2 separate regions of the Sus scrofa genome follow, and region 1 is linked to region 2. A link is a contact called in public HiChIP or PLAC-seq data. All regions are on one chromosome and are shown on one strand. Each heading gives the region's core, a stretch centred on a gene start, on an enhancer-like site or on the middle of the called end of the contact. The rest is flanking DNA. Distances are from core to core; before and after follow the strand shown. Region 1 overlaps PIK3R1 (phosphatidylinositol 3-kinase regulatory subunit alpha). Region 2 has its middle 94 kb from the start of CD180.

Region 1 (3,403 bases), core at 615-3,114, 780 kb before region 2:
ATGTTCTTCTCGGATGCTGAAATGCATTTCTTCCCTTTGAAGACAGCAGCTGAGTCTCTGAGAATCTACCCGAAGCAGAGTGACTTGGATGCCTGATTTAATCCGGCAATTAACTGTGAGTCACTTCACCCCCTGTTTTGTCCCCTCAGTAACAAAAATAACTCCTTGTGCTACAGGGATGCAGGGAGGTTGATAAAAGTGCAGGCTACTTTAGATGTCTTAGAAATTGTAAAACACATGAGATGTGCTATACAAAGGACTATTACCTATTACAGAATTTTAGATGATGTTTGGTTAAAGCTATTACTTCTTACCTCTAGTCCCACTGACTGCTGTGTTAGATCTGAGAAGTTCTGAATAAGAGCATTTTTCTAAAATACAAACTGTCTTTAAAACTGTTCTTAGAAAACAAAGGAAGAAAACTTAAAATTAACCATGGATCTGACTAGTCAGCTACTCAGCAAACAGTAGCCTTGATGTATTCAGCATGAACTACAATTAGGGTTACAGGAAAGAACTCTTCAATGTACCAGAGCAATTTAACTTATCATTTGATATAAAATATACAGATAGAAAAAAAGTTTTCATAAGGACCACTGAGTGAGCATAATGTTCTAATTAAAAGAAATAAACCCTAAAGTCTGTAATTACGACCTGTTTAGGTGAGAAACTTTCAACACATGCTTCTCGCTATATCCCACTGAATGAAGAACAGAATTTTCATCCCTCAGTGCTGCACCCATGCAAATATGCCCACAATTGACTCTATGCCAATTCTTTTATCTTCTACCTAACTAGAAGAAAAAAAAAAATCAAGTCGAATTATTTCAATTTTAAAAGGTTTTTATGTATAAATAAAAGATCGCCAAGGCTCAGTGGTGAACAGAATTTGGGTCTGCTGTGGATAAGCCCCACTGCTGCTTATACACATCTGTCAAATCCACAGGAATGTAATCTTAGTAAAGATATAATTAATGCAGCCACAGAACACTCCAAATTAATGCTTTAATTTAAAGTACAGCTGTTTAATCTTCTCATTGTAAGAGACCAGAATACCTAATGCTCAATTCAAGAAGAGCAGGAAGTAAACAACAGTAAAGAGAGGAAACTGAAGTTACTCAATTGTCCATGAAGCTTAAGGAACCATTTTATGAAGTTTTAATTAAACAGTTTCTTGTCCTCTGGTTCATGCGGTTCAACGGCACACTCTTCAGAATCTGGATCCCCAAACTAACCTGCTTTTCCCCCTGAGCTGCCAAAGTTAATTGAGCACTTGCTAAAGCCCCAGTCTGGGAGCTAATCTTGATGTAGCTTCTTTTTGGCTGGCAAATCAAACTGTCTGTAAAGCAAAAGCAGGGCTGCCAACGCTGGGATCCCCGTGTTTACTACCACAGCTGGTTTATAGTCCCACTGAAGGAGAGAGCAGAACTTTCCATCTCTCAGTCCTGCACCCATGCGAATACACTCCTTTCAACTGCGCTTCCAGCTGATTCTATCTTCTACCTAACTAGAAGAAAAAGATCAAGTTGAATTATGTTAGTTTTAAAAGGTTTTCATGTAGAAATAAAAGATCACCAAGGCTCAATCGATAAAAGAAGTTTCTCCAGTGAACATTCTGGGGAAGAAAGAAAGATACAACTTTAGTACAAGTTCCTAATGGGGCCCCGGGCCACCTCCTTCCTGCACAGTGAACTGACATCAAGGACCTCTGTTGACAATCAGCTACAAATTATGGGACTGACTGACCAGGCTCCAGAGTAAAATGATTTATTCAGCTAAAACTATGGTAGAACAGAACTTTCTCCTTCCTAACCCCACCCTCTTGTAAGTTTCAGTGAAACTTCCCTTCAAAAATGTTCTAGGTTACGACCTCCATGGATGGTTCCTCCCAGAGCTGAATTTTCTCTGAGGAACATCCTCTCATCCAGTTGAGTTCATAAGAAGGGACATTTTTTTTTTTTTTTAAAAAAACAGGAAACAGAACATCCAAACCTTTTTCGAAGTTTTACGTGTCTACTCAGAGCAGAGGAACAAATCTTTTCTTAATCAAAATTAGCCTTTAACAATTAAGAGGCCTAGCAGGTTTACCAGCCCATCAGAGAAGTTCAAAAATAACAATTTTTCTAATACCAAGAACAGAAATACAAGTTATGTTTTACATAACACAGAGGCAAAGGGCTCAAAAATGGGCTTTCCTCTTTCATCATGGCCTTTTGTAAATATTGCAACAGTGGACCAGTGGGAATTCTGACAGGAAAAAAGTCCCATCAGAGACTGGCTTTTTGTTTAAAAAAAAAAAAAAAAAAAGTCTTGCTTATGCAGAAAATTCTTGCTTTTTTCCATTATGTGGTATCTGGGGGAGGGTGGGAAGAGGAAGGCTTCTTTCTATATCTGTAGAGCACTGTAATTTAAAATGAGTCATGTAAAACATAAATGAAAATGTTAACCTCTGAGACAGGGGTCAGCAAATCTTTTTCCCTCTTGGATCCAGTTTTCTCTGGAAAGCTTACAAAACCCAAACCAGGGGCTTTCCCTATAAATACATTCCTACTTACCCAGAAAATGAAGGTAAAGTCTGAAAGAAGACAAGTTCAAGAAAGAGGCCTTGAGAATGTGAGACAGCCTGGGTATAGCTCAGCTTCGGGCTATCTGGTCAACCCAGCATACGTCTCGTTTCGCAGGAGTGAATTTTCCCCAATCACAGCTACATAGGATACCTTAATTCCTCCAAGAGGGGTGGATTTTTTTGCCCTACGGTTAAGCCATATTGCAGTAGTTGACCCTGGGAAAGTACTTGAGAGCCTGGCTACCCTTGGAAGACCTCTCTTTCTGAGCCCCCAGCTGTGGCTCACTGGAAGTAATGCTCCAAATAAAATCATTAAATCCATCTTGACGACTTAATGAAACCACTAGCGCCTTGGACTTCTCCTCTGGCTTTCTACATCACGCCTGACACAAACCAAAGTTTGACTGCTATGGAAGACTCAACCAGAGGCCACAAGGAAAAGTTCAGATCCCTGATCCATGTTCTAGCTTCAGCTGCTAGTCACAGCTGCTCTCTGAGTGAAAATTAAGCTTTTATTTACCTAATCCATACATTCTTCCAGACCGGAATTGCTATCAAAGATTCCAACTCTAGGTTCAAACACTGACACTGCTCTGACACCACAGTACTTTTCTGTGAATGGAATGAGATCATCTATGATACTTCATGTTATTCTCTCTCTATTGCAAGAAAACTGCTAGAGAAGTTGAAAATTTCATACAAATTATATAAGACTCTGGCTTGATGTGCACCTGATCTTAACAGAAACAAAGCAATGGCCAATCAAGCATTTTTAATACCTGTATCTTTAAGATTTTGAAATTGGAGGCTAAATGGATAAGGAGACAAAGATTACAG
Region 2 (3,321 bases), core at 259-2,758:
GTGCCCCTTCTCTCTTTCTGCCCAGTGTCCTTGTCCAAAATCACACCTCTTCAAAGACAAACAGGCCACACTGTGGGAAGGTCCTCTTCAAGGACCTTCCTTTCCTTTCACACTCCTTTCCTTCACCCATACACAGAAAAACCCCATTCGCAATGACCCTCAGAATTTCTTTTAGAATATTGACTCTGGCCAGAGGGAAACACATACTCACAATTTTATTATAACCAGGAACTAGCAAATTAAGTTTTATCTGAAATGTTTACTCAAGTTTCTCTCACAATACTGACTCCCCAGATGTCAGTGAACCCCACTTCTACTGTATTTGCTTCATGTTCAAGTATCTTTGCTTTTATATGTTCCACAGGCAGCCAATACAGTAGACTTGGATAGATGGAGGTTCAAACACTATCACTAGCTCTACCAGCTATGTATCCCTGAATCTCAGTTTTCTCATTTGGGAAATAGGGGTAATAATGCCAAGCTCACAAAGCTCTTGTGCGGGTGACTCATTTCTCATGCCCCAGGCATACACAAGTCTGCAGCCTGAGGTACACTTTTCAGTTATCCCTTACACAGAAATTATCAGCCACTTGAGATGCAATTATCAATGTCAAGTGTGGACAGCACTAAACAGTAAGCGAGCAAGCAGACAAGTTTTTACACCAGATGCCAACCCTAGCTGTATGACTCTAGGCAATTCACTTGACATCTCCGTGAGTCTAGGCCCTTTACCACCAGGTAGAAGGGAAATTTAGTTACCTTGTTTCTCCTGAGGGCATTCTGAAAACAAGGAGGAAAGAGGATTAAATTCTTTGAGCTCTTTAAAAAGGAGTATTCTATAAATTCAAACCTATGATTATATAAACCTACAATGTCAATAAGTGAACTAAATAGACTATTTAATGCCAACTTGTTTTTCTGGATAAAATAATCCAAAGAAGGGATTATCTACAAATATTACCCACTGCAAATTTCAGTGGGAGGTTGGGTTCTGGTTTTTGGTTTGCTTGTTTTGTTTTAGCTGATTTATGCCCAAGTGAGCCTGAACATGAAAGTTTTATACTGAGATCCAACACCTAAATATTTAGAAAGGTACTATAGCAACATGAGGATTAAACAGCAATACATCATTCAGGAGAAAGCAGACGGCACTATTTTATCCCAGGGCAGAGTTAGTGTAATCTCCTCTCTCTCCCCTTACTGCACACTGAGCACCTGGACCACTTAGCACATGTTCCAACAGCCTCCAGAATCTGGAAATATCCAAAAGCAGAAAGGAAATTAGGAGAGCTGATGCCATCCATCAGGAAATTGAGTATTTAGGATAATGTACTTTCACAGCTTAAAGAACTCTGTAAACTACATCATTTTCACTCTGTTAATGACAGGAAATGAATCATTCCCTGGGCCAGTGAAGTTCCATTTTCCAATCCTAAGGAGTTAGCCTGCAGCAGGGTTTCTCTTTCTTGAGGGCGGCACTGGAAAGGCCTCCTAACACTCAGGATTACTCAACAGGCCTGAACCAGATAGGGAAGGTTGGTGCAATACAGCACGTGAGGAACACATGTCCATCGGGCCGGGAATTCCAAAACATGGCATTCCTTCCCTGTCATGCTCCTCAGAACAGTAAATCATCAGAGATAAACCACATGTGTGGTTTTTATTTGCCTGCATCCCTCTCTGCCTAGCAGAGACAGAATGAGCTTAAGTACCCCAACATCAATTGTGATGCCTAGTAAAAGGAAAGCTTATCAGTGCAGAATCAGCAAACAATATTACAAGTGGATTCTGATGAGACTGAGTGCACACATTTTGAACTCCATCTTTCTCTCTTCAGCACCCCAAAGCACCCCTTCCACCAAGGAAGCCCGGGCAGGTCTTAAGTTTTGGGGAAGAAAAATGTTATGGAACAATTAAAAGAAGGGAAAGATCATTGGTTAGTGCCTAGCTCTGCCAATGTCTAATTGCTCCATGAAGTTTGTCTCTTATAATCTGAACGAATCAGGCCCCAGGTTGGTCCAGCCTTACACATTCATGATTGCTTCCATCCCCATGCCTTCTCCTGCTTCCCAGGAGCAACCCTCACAGAGTGTCACTCGTTTTAGGCAGTGACACTCAATTACAGGTAAAAATGAGAACCCACAGAACAAGAAAGGGCATGGTCACCCCTGTGCAGAGAGGGAGGCTTGGAGGGCTGGCCTGGGGAAACAAGCCTTCCTCATCTGCAGAGGGAGCCTGTCCCCAAGCCAGTGCTCAGTGCATACTTCAGATGGAACACTGTATCCTAAACAGGTAGTGTGGGGAGAAAAAAAGTGGGGGCCAAAACGTGAGGTGAGGAGAAGCCACGCAAAGGCACAAAAGATCCAGAACAAATGCAAAGGAATAGCAAACTGATTCTTCAAGAGCACTAACTAGGAAAGAACAGTGAGATAATTATACATACAGAGAGGGAAGGAGGGAGGGAGGGAAAGGAAGAGAGGAGGAAAAGGGAGCAGAGGGAGACAGAGAGAAAGTGGCAAAGTAAGAAAGATCTCTAGGGCAGATTATGCTTTATTTGGTGGGACAGGATCCTTACTCTTCTCTCCAAAGTGTAAACAGAATAATGGTTGACCACGATGTTCAAAGTGCATTTGGGGAGTTCCTGTTCTGGCACAGCAGAAAGGAATCTGACTAGTATCCATGAGGATGTGGGTTTGATCCCTGAACTCGCTCAGTGGGACAGGGATCCAGCATTGCCATGAGCTGTGGTATAGGTTGCAGATGCAGCTCTGATCCTTTGTGGCCAACAGCTGCAGTTCTGATTTGAACCCTGCCTGTGCACTTCCATATGCCGCAGGTGCGGCACTGAAGAACAAAGCAAAAAAATAAAGTGGATTTTATTCTTCTCCTTTATACTACCTGCCCCACCTCCCACCTGTGTGTGTGCACACACACACACACACACACGGAGCATAAAGTTTAATAATTTTCAGCTTGAGGTTTGAAATGCTCAGACTCCCCAGAGCCACAGATTCAAATTCTAGCAGAATAATTAAGGGCCTCCTCCTTTAATGGCTGCTGATTGGGGGAATATTCACTTTATTTTCTTCTTCAAGGTCCAAGTCAACAAATTTGTAGTGTGTAGCAAGAGTCTCTGTTATTTATCAGGGTTGGTAAGACAAATATGGGTGTGCTATTACAAGGATGAAAGAGAAAAAAGATCTAAATGGCACAATGGGTGAAACATTTTAGCAAGTTAATGGCTCAGGTCTCTTATTACCTATCTTTTTTGAAGAGCAGTCATTTGTTTAAGCAAGTGTGAGATGAACATCTTGATGCAAA

Evidence for each region. HiChIP or PLAC-seq counts read pairs in DNA pulled down with a chosen protein or histone mark.
Region 1: an H3K27ac HiChIP or PLAC-seq map of alveolar macrophages shows a contact between it and region 2. The contact joins two enhancer-like sites. A contact is called at or near these places in 1 of 47 Hi-C or Micro-C datasets (embryonic fibroblasts) and 2 of 2 datasets of contacts at active chromatin or transcription factors (alveolar macrophages and skeletal muscle).

What each region holds. Positions count from the first base shown.
Region 1 is chr16:46,461,377-46,464,779 of Sscrofa11.1, reverse strand. The region is part of intron 2 of PIK3R1 (phosphatidylinositol 3-kinase regulatory subunit alpha); the gene reads right to left. Among named protein-coding and RNA genes, the nearest start is that of PIK3R1, 28 kb to the right of the region's middle. Within about 2 kb of position 1,864, at least 13 of the 83 cell types and tissues checked have an H3K27ac peak or open chromatin away from gene starts, as enhancers often do. A contact at or near this core is called in alveolar macrophages, where this site is marked.
Region 2 is chr16:45,680,463-45,683,783 of Sscrofa11.1, reverse strand. No RefSeq gene overlaps it. Among named protein-coding and RNA genes, the nearest start is that of CD180, 94 kb to the right of the region's middle. Within about 2 kb of position 1,508, at least 10 of the 83 cell types and tissues checked have an H3K27ac peak or open chromatin away from gene starts, as enhancers often do. A contact at or near this core is called in alveolar macrophages, where this site is marked.